Regions from separate parts of the Ovis aries genome. Here region 1 is linked to region 2. Evidence: chromatin contacts called from public Hi-C data. All regions are on one chromosome and are shown on one strand. Each heading gives the region's core, a stretch centred on a gene start, on an enhancer-like site or on the middle of the called end of the contact. The rest is flanking DNA. Distances are from core to core; before and after follow the strand shown.

Region 1 (5,986 bases), core at 1,687-4,186, 110 kb before region 2:
TTAGTTGTGGCATGCAGGATCTTTTAGTTTTGAGGTATGCAGAATCTTTAGTTGCGGTATGTGGGATCTGGTTCCCCGACCGGGGATTGAACCCTGGTTCCCTGCATCTGGAGCATGGAGTCTTAGCCACTGGACCGGCAGGGAAGTCCCCTTGATGTTATTTTTAAAGATAATGGTTCAATAGCAGTTGCCCCAACATTTCTCTTCTCTCTGAGAGCCCGTGACCGAAAATTAAAGGAATCCTAATATGTGTTGCAGGAGTGTGGGGCTGACTGTGCCAAGTTCCAGAAGAGTGAGCTGGAGTATAAGTTTAATCGGAAAGCCTTGGAGAGGCCGTACACCTCGAAGCATTCCTGGGGGAAGACATACGGGGAGCACAAACGCCACCTGGAGTTCAGCCACGCCCAGTACAAGGAGCTGCAGAAATATGCTGAGGAGGTTGGCATCTTCTTCACTGCCTCTGGAATGGATGAGGTGAGCCCTCTGCCATTTTAGCAGACCTAGGGGACAACAGGTGGCCTGGTGTCTTGGTGTCTTTGACTTCAAGCCAGCTGCAGGCCTTGCTCACTTTACACTGTTCTGTTTTCTGAGCTAGAGTTCCCCATAACGTTGACCAGGTAAATGTCCAACTAAACAGGAGGCCAGGGGGATTGGTGGCCCAGTGAGATTTGGAGGAAAGAGAATATGGTTTTCAAAACAGGCTGACTCTGGGAGTAGGGGGCAACCACCCTGGCAACCCAGAGTCCCTCAAGCCCCTGGCGGATCCCACTGGGCCAGTTTGCTCCCCGTGGCCTAGACTCAGAATCAGGAAACTGCAGTCCTAACAGGGTCCTCCTGCTGGGGCGACACTGCATCTCGCAGAAGGGAGTGGCTCCCCGGGTGGCCGTGCCCGCATCCTGGAAGAGTCCAGCTGGTGCCAGGTCTCAGGTTCCATCTGCTCTGTGACCTGCCTCAAGACTCCTTCATGGGCTCTTTTTTCAAATATAAAAAAATTTAGTTATAAAAATAATGTCACAGAAGGTTTAGAAAACAGGAAAAAAGGAAGAAAAACTGACTCATAATCTCTACCTAGCAGCTCCTTGTACATATTTCCTCCTGAACTTGTTTTATATACCTGGTTGTTATATTTGTGAATGTTTAGTTCTGTGTTTAGTTCTGGTTAATATTATACCACAGCTTTTACCCATATCCTGGTTTTCTTTCTCAGATTTATTGAGCTATAATTGACATGTAACTCTCCATATCTTTTGCTGAAAGTTATTAATGGTGGTGTAGTATTTCTTTTGAGGACTTATAATATATGTGACCATTTCTTTATGTTTGAACATGAGGTTACTTTCAGCTTTTTGTGCTTTTAAATGATGCTGAGATGACCATCTTTCCGTGTTTTGAGTTTCCTTAGGATAACTTTGCAGAAACGGATCAGTAGACAAAACTTAACATTTTTAAGGCTTTTGGATTGTGATTCTTTTAGTCAGCTAGGGTATTTGAAGAGACTCCAGTTCCTTCTGTAGGCCTCTGACCTCTTGTGTTACTGTTCTAACCCTAGGCTGTGTCTGTAAATTAAGTCAAAAGAAGCATCACTCTAGTCTAGACCATTAGTAGATTAAAAAAGGAGGGGAAGCAAAGAACCTAGATGTCTGGGAAACTTGACAAGTTCAGGGATCAGTTCCGTAGCCCAGATTCATTCTTTAATTGACAGCACATTCATAAGCATGACATTCTTCAGATCTAGTTGTTCATCTAATAATCATAATTTCCTACATCTGAATTCGATGTTATAGTTTATGAAGCATCTTCATTTACAGTAACATATTTTATCCCTGCTATATCCCATTTTACAGATGAAGAAACAGAGGCTCCAGGGGCTAGAAAGTCTATGCGATGTCGCACAGTTGGGAAATGGGTCTTGAGGGCAGATCTGACACCTTTCTGGGGTTCCCCAGCAGCCACCCAGGTGCCTGTCCAGGCATGTACAGCTTCCCAGAGCTCAGCAGAGCCTTTGGGCATCCCCCTGTTCTTCACCGCCCTCCATGTTGGTGGCTGGAGAGTCTTGGACCTACGTTGCCCCCAGGACAAGGGGACTGATTTTTTCTCTTTTCTTTGGCCTCATCATGTGGCTTGCAGGATCTCATTTCCCACCAGGGACTGAACCCGAGCCAAGGCAGTGAAAGCACCAAATTCTTATCACTAGACTACCAGGGAATTCCCAGGGATAGATTTTTTTTAAAAAACAGCTTTATTGACACATCATACAATTCACTCAATTAATTTTAGAGCATTTTTATCGCCCCAAAAGGAAGCCCTGTGCCCGTTAGCAGTCATCCCTCAATTCCTTCAATTCTCCCAGCCCCAGGCAACTTCTAATCTGCTGTCTGTCTCTATAGATTTGCCTTTTCTGGGCATTGTATATAAAAAGAATCAGACAGTATGTGGTCCTTTGGGTATATATATATTTTTATGGAAACTCAGTGTTTAACTTCTTTGAGGAACTGCCGGACATTTTGAAAGTGGCTGCACCATGTTACGTTCCGCCAGCAATGTATGAGGTTTTGGCCTCTCATTCCTGGTAAGTCCGGGTGGAGGTTATGTACCTTCTTTGTGCTTCTGTGTCTTCAGCTGAACTCACCTCGCAGGGTTGTCGTGAGGATTAAATGTGATCACCCGCAGAAGGCGCAGCACACAGCCAGCGCTCAGCGACATTAGTTACAGTTGAGGAAGCAGCCCGGGCTGAGGGTCAGGAAATCCAGGTCCTTGCCCTGCTCTGCTGAGTTCATTTCCATGTGAGCTTTTCGAGTCGCTTCCCCGCTCTGGGGCCTCCATTTCCCTTCGTGTGTGAAGACGCTGCCCTCCAAAGGCTCTCCCTGCTCCTTTGTCCCGAGCCAGCATAGACTCTGGCAGGGTCACTAAGGTGACTTGGACCTGGAATGAGGACTTTCCTGTTCAGACTGTTTCCAGACACCTGAGCTCCCGGATGTGGGCTCTGAAGGGAGTGCCTGGCGTCTGCTTGCAGCTGGGCAGCCGCGGCTCAGGAAGTCACTTCTTTAGGTCTTTTCGCTGCCAGGTGGCTTTGAGGTTAGGAGTCAGGAGCACACAGGGGAAGGAGAGGAGTCTGGGTGTTGGTGGCTGGGGCCGCCTGGTTTCCCAGGAAGCAGTTTGGTGTGTAAATATGAGCTCTGCAGCCACACTCAGGTGCTGACACTGTCACTTGCTCTGTGAGCTTGGGCTGGTCACATAACCTTTGAGCCACAGGTGTCCATCTGTGACAATGAGGTAATCAAGATGCCCACCCCACAGCTACAGTGAGGACCTGGTGAGATGAACCTGGGGGCTTGCAAGATTTGTATCCACTGACTGACAGCTGTTCTGTTGCTTAGAATCCTTTTCTCTGCTTCACACTTAACGGGGCAGGGAGTCTTCTCTGTCTTAGGAATGCCATTTGCTCCCCACTGGTGTCCTGACAGACCAAGGCACAGGCAGTGAGGAGAAATGTATTCTTTTTTTTTTTTTAGATTTATTTATTTTTGCTGTGCTGGGTCTTTGTTGATGTGCACGGGCTTTCTCTAGTTGTGGAAAGCAGGGGCTACTCTTCAAGGGCTTCCCATTGCGGCATTCTTAAGAGCCTTTGCAAGAGTGCCATTTGCTTTGCCCGCCAGGTCCCTTTTTGCTGAACCAGCAAGTCCTGTCTACCCGGCTGTTCGGGGTGGGTTGGTCGCTTGTTCCGTGTTTGTCTAGCAAGCAGCTCTGAGAACTCACCCCTTGACTTCCTCTGGGCAGTAGGCATGTACTGAGTGCCAGCTTTCTCCACTCTGTGTGCTCTCCTAGGGCGTTCTTTGTGTGCTGAGGAAAGGTTAAGGCATGGTGGAACTTTATGAAGACCAAGAAAATACCAGGGCACCTGGTCAGAAGCTGCACAGAGGCCTGTGGAACTCGACTGAAATGAGCAGAGTGCCTTTGGTTGAAGTGGAGTTTTGTTGAGAAAGCAAATGGGAGCCATGACGTAGAGGCGGCCTTTGGAGGACCCAATCCAACAGAGCCACCCTTCCCTCCTCGTGCCTGCCTCCACAGTGCCTGCCCTCATTCCTCCAACACCCCTGCTCCAGAGCACCCCTGCCTGTGTTGTGGTATACTCTGACTAGGCTGAGGGCAGGCAAGGCCTTTTTGGCTCCATGCATCCCCGCCCTCCATCCTTTCCTCAGCCTGAGCAAGCCCTCCGGCACCTGTTCTCCCAGCTCATTGTCATAGATCCGGAAATCAAGGGGAGTGGAAGCAGCTTTAGAAAAACCCCATCCCCACTCCTGTCTTTTCTGTTACCCCTTAAATTAGCAGGCTCCCAGATTTCTCATGGGATACATTGTGGAAAGGGGGTTCCTCATTAATTCATTAATTTAGAGTCAAAGTCCCTTCCCCAAATAAACAAGGGTTCTGTGCTGAATACGTGTGGGAAACACTAGGAGTAAAACAGCTAGAGGAGTGTATTCACTAGGACCCTCCAAGGTGAGGTCTTACAGTGCAGTGTTTCACCCAAACCAGTTTGCTGGTAGGACCCTTTGCTCTGTGTGTAACCCCTGGATGCCTAGGGAGGGCCATACTCGATTGAGTTCCTTTCATACAGGCTCAGAAGCCTTTGTGATGTGGGGCAGAGGAGAGAAGTTATGAGGCTGCCTGGCTGCGTTGTATCGATATCCCGTAGATGGAAGGGGGACTGAAAGCAGCATAGAGAGAGGAAGCCAGGAAGTCCACAGAGAGAAAAGCAGCCACTGGCGCTGACCCAGCCTGACGAGGCCTGGGCCCAGTAATACTGCCTCAGCATGGAAGGCGAGCATCTTCCAGGTAACTACTGAAACCGGCACCCTTTGCAGAAATTAATCCAAAATGGCAGTTTTCTAAGTGGCCACTAGGTGGGGCTGGCTCCCTAGGAAGGTTGCAAGAAACCAGCTTTGCCAACTGGAATTTACCCCTTTGCTCGCTTCAAAATTGTAGAGCTCCATGTATATTTTCCTGGAGAAGGAAATGGCAACCCACTCCAGTATTTTTGCCTGGAAAGTCCCATGGACAGGCAGGCTACAGCCTACGGGGTTGCAAAGAGTCGGACACAACTGAGTGACTTCACTTTATGTAGATTTTATAATCAGCATAGGTAAGCTTTTGCAAAGCATTTTCCCTACATTTGGCCCCTCCTTGCCCCTGCGTGCCCTGCACCTCTCTTGATTGGGCTCATTCATCTCCTTATGCCCCTGGGGACTCTGATCATGAGCCATGCTCTCACAAAGTGGAGCATTAGAGATGAAATTTTGCATAGGATTTTCCCTCTTAAAATAGAAAACACTCTGTTCATCTGCCAGATAGAGTCGGGAGGGTGGAGACACTAGACTTTATTCAATAAATATGTTTAAAACAAGTGCTTTTCAGTTTCATCTTAGGGCTGGTTAATAGTATGAGAGACACATACACAGGAGAGAATGGCATAGAAAACTGTGGAAGGGGAGAGAGAGACAAGGAAGACATAAAGCAGAGGGGAGGAGGAGGCGGCGGCTTAGCACCTTGGAGGTGAGTGGTACTTTGGCCATCCTGAAAGGTGTCTCCTAGACTGAGGAGAGTGCCATCTGCCTTTGGCCTGTTCACTGGCTGGTTAGTCACTGTATGTCTCTCCAGCAGCTCTGCTGCTGCTAAGTCACTTCAGTCGTGTCCGACTCTGTGCGACCCCATAGATGGCAGCCCACCAGCCTCCTCCGTCCCTGGGATTCTCCAGGCAAGAACGCTGGAGTGGGTTTCCATTTCCTTCTCCAATGCATGAAAGTGAAAAGTGAAAGTGAAGTCGCTCAGTCATGTCCAGCTCTTTGTGACCCCATGGACTGCAGCCTACCAGGCTCCTCCGTCCATGGGATTCCCCAGGCAAGAGTACTGGAGTGGGTTGCCATTGCTAGCAGCTCTAACCCCTACTTACTAGAGGAGAGTGATTCTCTGAGTGAGGAAAGTGATTCTC
Region 2 (5,352 bases), core at 2,207-4,706:
TCCTGGAAAATCTCTGTCCCCTAAAATAATCCAGGTTCTGGCCATTTCAAGATAACAAAGCTCTAAGGCTGAGGGAAACCCCTTTCCTAGAAGAAAAATGCTAGCTAGTTGTTTGCCTCTAAGAGGATTTATTTAATGATGGGGTCATGGGGTACGGAGGCTGGAACATTCTTTGGTTATCCTTGTGTTCCCTGCTCCTCCTAATAAAGGCTTTTGCTACAGAGATTTGCTCAGTCTAGAACGTGAGTTGTCCAGAGCTCAAGGAAATTCAGCAATCACTGAATCTACCCCACTTCACAGGTAGGGGAAGTGAGGTACAGAAGAGGGCAGGAATTGACCTGAGATCACAGGATGGGGTGAGGAAGAACCTTGGCTGACTCTATGCTAACATGAGTCTTGTGGCTTTTCCTCTGGACCACACTGCTCCTGTGTTAGCCAGACTCTGGTAATGGAAACTTCAGTATCATTATTTTAAAAGCTGTACTTTTTAAAAGAAATGCTTATTCAGCTGTAGTAAAACACCAAACACTTCTTTACCATAAGATAACTTCTTGTAAATAACAGCATTACACTCATCTCTCCTATAATTACTTCCTTAGGGGAAAGTCCTCAAAGTGGAAGGCTAGGGGCAAACGGAAGTTAGGACCATTTTCATGGACTTTTGGAACAAGCTGCCAGATTGCCCTGTAAAATTAAATGCTACTGGAGAATCCCTATAGCTTTACCAGCATAGAGTTTTATCCTTTTACATTTATTTCTGCTAATTTTGGAATAAATAGAGTACTTTCATTTACTATATGGTATGTGTTTTCAGACATACACACAAGGCCTGGAATAAAGATCTCTGGGCTTGGTTGCTTGTCTGCTGTGTGATCTTTGACAAGTCACATCCCCTCCAGGGACAGAGGATATCTATCTGTAAAATGACGGGGTTGAATGAGATGATTTTTTAAGATTCCTTTCAGCTTAGATATTTCATAATTCCATGGTGCATTTTAAAATTATTGGCCTAGGATGACTGTTTAATACCCAGGATCTGTCATACCTCTAAATCAAGGTCCAAACAGCTTGGACTAGTGGAACAGGAAAACAAAGCCCGGATTATACGCAGGTAGAGACGACAGGAGACACAGGGAGCACTTAAGCCTGTGCGAGGGAGCTACACTTGAGTGACAGGACAGATACTTAGTCTGCTTTTACGAGGGAATAATAACACTCATCTGTGGTCTAGCCTCAAGTCCCGTGCAGCTCCTCCATGGCCAGAAGGTAAGGTCGTGGTCACGCTACTTCAGCCTGAGAGTCCCAGACTTGCAGTCAAAGGTAGCTCACCCTCAGCAAGTGCTTGGCCAACCTCTGCTCACACACCTCTGAGGACCCAGCGGGCACCCCCTGCCCCAGCAGCCCTTTTTTTGGCTGTAAGAAAGCTCCCAGGTGAGGGACAGGTCTCGTGGGAGGACAAGGGAGACCAGAAGGCCCAGACCTGATGCTCTGAACCTGCTCCCTCAATCAGGGCGGGTGACAGGAGAGGATAAGGTCCGGAGAGAGGCTCCTCTGGCTCCTCTCACTCCAGACCTAAGGCAGCTGCTCACCTGCAGGTAAATCCTAAGGAAGTGGGTTGTGAACAAGCCCCAGGCTGACTACTGCCCCCTCTGGGGCAGACACCTCAGCTTCCTGGTCCCGCCTTGGCTCTCTTCAACTCCAACAGGAGAAACAATGTTGGATGTGGGGCTGTTTATCCCTGAGGTGAACTGGCTTAAGGGTCCAGATGACTACCCCAGGTTGGGAGGCAGGGAGGAGTCAGATGTTGTCTGTGTGCTCAGAGCAGGACTAGCAGATCCTAGCTCTGTTTGCAGCTAGTGAGATTCCCATAATAAGGGGTGTGCAACTGGGCAGTAAGACCTTCCAGAGGGGATCTGACCAAGGGGCTGGGCCAAATGCCAAGATTCTTCTTTACACAGAGAGTCTGGAGCCACACACAGTCCCTCCGACACCTGCTCTGTCCCAGACCCAACCCCACCCAGACATGGCTCTCCCGGTGCTGGAGCCCCTCTGGGGTCCATGCATGGACCTAGCCCTATCCCAGCAGGCTGGGACACCGAGCTGAGCGTCAGCACCTGGTGGGGAAAGGAAGGGAAGGGTATGGGGAGGGCAGGTTCCGCACCATTCCCTAAATCCAGGTGCTTGCACAGGTCTGGTCTAGGCAAGTCTGGGGCCAAGGCCCCCACTACCTCCAGCCCAGGGCTCCCGCCGCCCCAGACCGCGAGGTAGACTTGGCTGGCAGACTCTGATGGCTCCACCCTGCATGCCCAGGCCGGCTCCACAGGGACCTGGGGGGTGTCCGCTCCCCCTGCCTATTTCTCGTGCCCGGAAGCTGAGGTCCAGCAGGTTTCTCAGCCAGGAGAGGGTCGAGTACCACACGGGTCCCGCGAGGCACCCAGGCCGCTAGCGGGGGGCGGGAAGGAGGCTGACGGGCACGGCCAGCCACACCCAGCATGAGCTGCGCTCACTCCGGGTGGGCTGCGCAGACAGTGCCCATGCGGGCCCCGCGCCGTCGGGAGGCTGGAGCCTGAGGCGGCCCCTACTCTAACAGTCAGGCGAGGAACGTGCCACCACTGCGCCGGCTATTCCGATGGGGAAACTGAGGCCTGGAGAGGAGCAGTGCTTTGTGCAAGGTCACGCGGAGGGGCTGGAAGCCAGGTCCCCCGCGCCCCGCCGGGTCCCCCGCGGTGCGCCGAGCCCCAGCATCCCTCCCCATGCGCTGCAGCCCGGAGGCGCAGCGCGCACACATCGCACAAACCGGGAAGGTATGGCCGGCGGCCCGGGGCCGCCCTACCTTGATGACTGCCGCGCAGGTGGCGGTGGCGGTGGCGGCGGCGGCGGCGTCCAGCTCCGGCTCCGCGCTCTTAGCCGCCTCCGAGTCCCGGAGCCCAGCGCCGCCGCCTCCTCCTCCCCACCGAAGTCGGCGGGTGGGGCCGGTGGGCGGGGCAAGGGCTAGGCACATGCCCCGCCCTCGCGCCCCGCGAGTTCGGGGGCCACCCCTCCTTTCTCGAGCCCTTGTCCGCGCTCCTGGCCCCCGGGACTGGTCCCGGAGCGCGCACACGCGCGCAGAACGGGCGCGCACACCCGCGTGCACACGCCGCAGTGATTGGGGCGGGCTGCCCGGCTAACCGAGCCGAGGCTGGGGACAGTCATACTCGCCTACCTTCGCGCCCCGCCGCTCCCTCGCCGAATGGCTTGGAACAAGGGACTCGACCTTCCGGGAGCCTCAGTTACGCCCCTGATGAAAGGGAAGCAGTAACTGTGTCTGCCTCAGAGAGCTGTTTGAAAATTAGATGAGACGATCTAATTTACCTGCCTGGTGAAGTGCGTGCGCAGAGCCGACCTCGGGAGCAGCGCTCTGTGAACCTGGGCTGGTGGAGTAATTCCTTAGGCTTCTCAGTAAGCCTGCAGGAAGAGGGCGGGGAGGACCCGGAGGACGCCCTTCTTTCTCTCTGTGGCCAGGAGGGGGCGCTGCTGCCCGTTCCCGCCGGCTATGGGGTTTTGCACGCTAGGCACTGGGACAGAGATGGGGGTGGTCCAGCCTTTTAGGAATACCATCAGCTAGCACTTAATGAGCCAGGCACAGTTCTAGGCACCTTCAATGCATCACCATAGTTTACATCACACAAACCTATGAGGTTACCTGTTACTCATCTATTTTACACATGAGGAAGCTAAGGCACAGAGAGGTTAAGTAGTTTGCCTAAGATCACACAGGTAGTAATTCAACCCTAGGTAGAGTGGCTCCCAACCCCAAGCTTATAACTACACTACCACACCACCTCTCTTGAGAAGAGCTCTTTGTTTAGTGGTGTATCTCTAGGAGCTAGAACAGTACGTGGCTCAGTAACTGTTAATTCACCTCAACGTCTTAATTCGCATAGTGCCAGGGCCAGTAACTGGTGCACTCCCTTGCACTGTCACACATCTATGCCTTTGTTCACGCTGTCCCCTCTGCCTGGAGTTCTCTTCCCTCACCTCCTACTGTCCTTCCTTCCAAGGCCAGTACCAACGTCCCTCTCCGGGAAGTCTTCCCAGATTCCAGTGGGTGTGACCTCCCAGCGGTGTATCTGCCTCTTACCCCTCTGTGCCATGATAGTGGGTGGCTGGGACGGCGTTTGGGGACAGGCTGGTTGACAGAGGCCTTTCTGGGGGGCCTGGGCATATAGACCGGTGGGGAGGCCATTGGTGGGCTCTGCAATAGACACACCCTGGGACTCTCCCTAGAGATGCTGTGTAGGTGTGCTCCTCCTCCCCTGCCCCTTCCTTCCTCCTAACACTGATCCATCTGATGAAGACCGCCTGCCCAGTGGTCACGTTTGGTTGTGAGAGCTGAACTGTGAAGAAGGCAGAGCAGCAAAGAATTGATGGCTTCGAACGGTGGTGTTGGAGAAGACTCCTGAGAGTTACTTGGGCAGCAAGGAGAGCAAACCAGTCAATCTTAAGGGAAATCAACCCTGAATACTTGTTGGGAGGACTGATGCTGAAGCTGAGGCTCCAGTATTTTGGTCATCTGATGTGAACAGCTGACTCATTGGAAAAGTCCCTGATGCTGGGAAAGACTGAGGGCAGAAGGAGAGGGTGTTAGAGGATAAGATAGCTGGCTGGATAGCATCATGGATGCAATAGACGTGAACTTGTGAGGGACAGGGTGGCCGGGCATGCTGCAGTCCATGGCGAAGCAAAGAGTCGGACTCAACTGGGCAACTGAACATCAACATCTGCTGACTATCTGAAGTGCACACATGGGGAAACTGAGGCCAGAATGGGAATGACCTACCCAGGGGTCTCTAGCTAGGAAACACACAATAGGTCTGGTCCCAAAGTCTTCTATTGGGCCTTACTGCTGATTGAGATAGGCCAGAAATCCAACCCCTTCCTGTGTCAGCATGGCCTTTGTTCAATTTGCTGTGTGTTGGGACTTTCCTGGTGGTCCAGTGGTTAAGACTCTGTTCATCGAAGGCAGAGGGTGCAAGTTTCAACCGGTGGTTGGGGAACTAAGATCCTACCTGTTGTGTGGTGTAGCCCAAATTTCCTTTTTTAAAAATTAACCTGCCACATGTGGGTAAATGTCTTCTGGGTGACCAGAACCTGTGTATGTGTGCAGTGTGTGAGAGACAGTGGCAAGTTCTCCCCTATCTGCCCAGCATGGAGCTTTCTGTACAAGGTGGTCCTGTGCTCATGGCAGGTTGAGCTGAGGAAGGAGGGGACGTGCACCTCAGAGGATCAGGGTTAGGGGGAGGTTCTGAACACGCGGGAGAGCACCCTGAACATAGGCATCCTGTAGAAGTGAATGTGCATCTCCTACTTTAG

Evidence for each region. A called contact is a pair of places that touch in the nucleus more often than the background predicts.
Region 1: a Hi-C map of liver shows a contact between it and region 2, with 2.9 times the contacts expected there. The contact joins the enhancer-like site here to the promoter of CORO2A in region 2. A contact is called at or near these places in 7 of 16 Hi-C or Micro-C datasets (blood, hypothalamus, liver and 3 more).

The regions. Positions count from the first base shown.
Region 1 is chr2:49,674,306-49,680,291 of ARS-UI_Ramb_v3.0, reverse strand. It overlaps NANS (N-acetylneuraminate synthase), which reads left to right. Exons shown (of 6, transcript XM_004005271.5): 2 at 259-474. Among named protein-coding and RNA genes, the nearest start is that of NANS, 5.8 kb to the left of the region's middle. Within about 2 kb of position 2,936, at least 20 of the 54 cell types and tissues checked have an H3K27ac peak or open chromatin away from gene starts, as enhancers often do. A contact at or near this core is called in liver, where this site is marked.
Region 2 is chr2:49,564,340-49,569,691 of ARS-UI_Ramb_v3.0, reverse strand. It overlaps CORO2A (coronin 2A), which reads right to left and starts at 3,456. Exons shown (of 12, transcript XM_042243212.2): 1 at 3,203-3,456.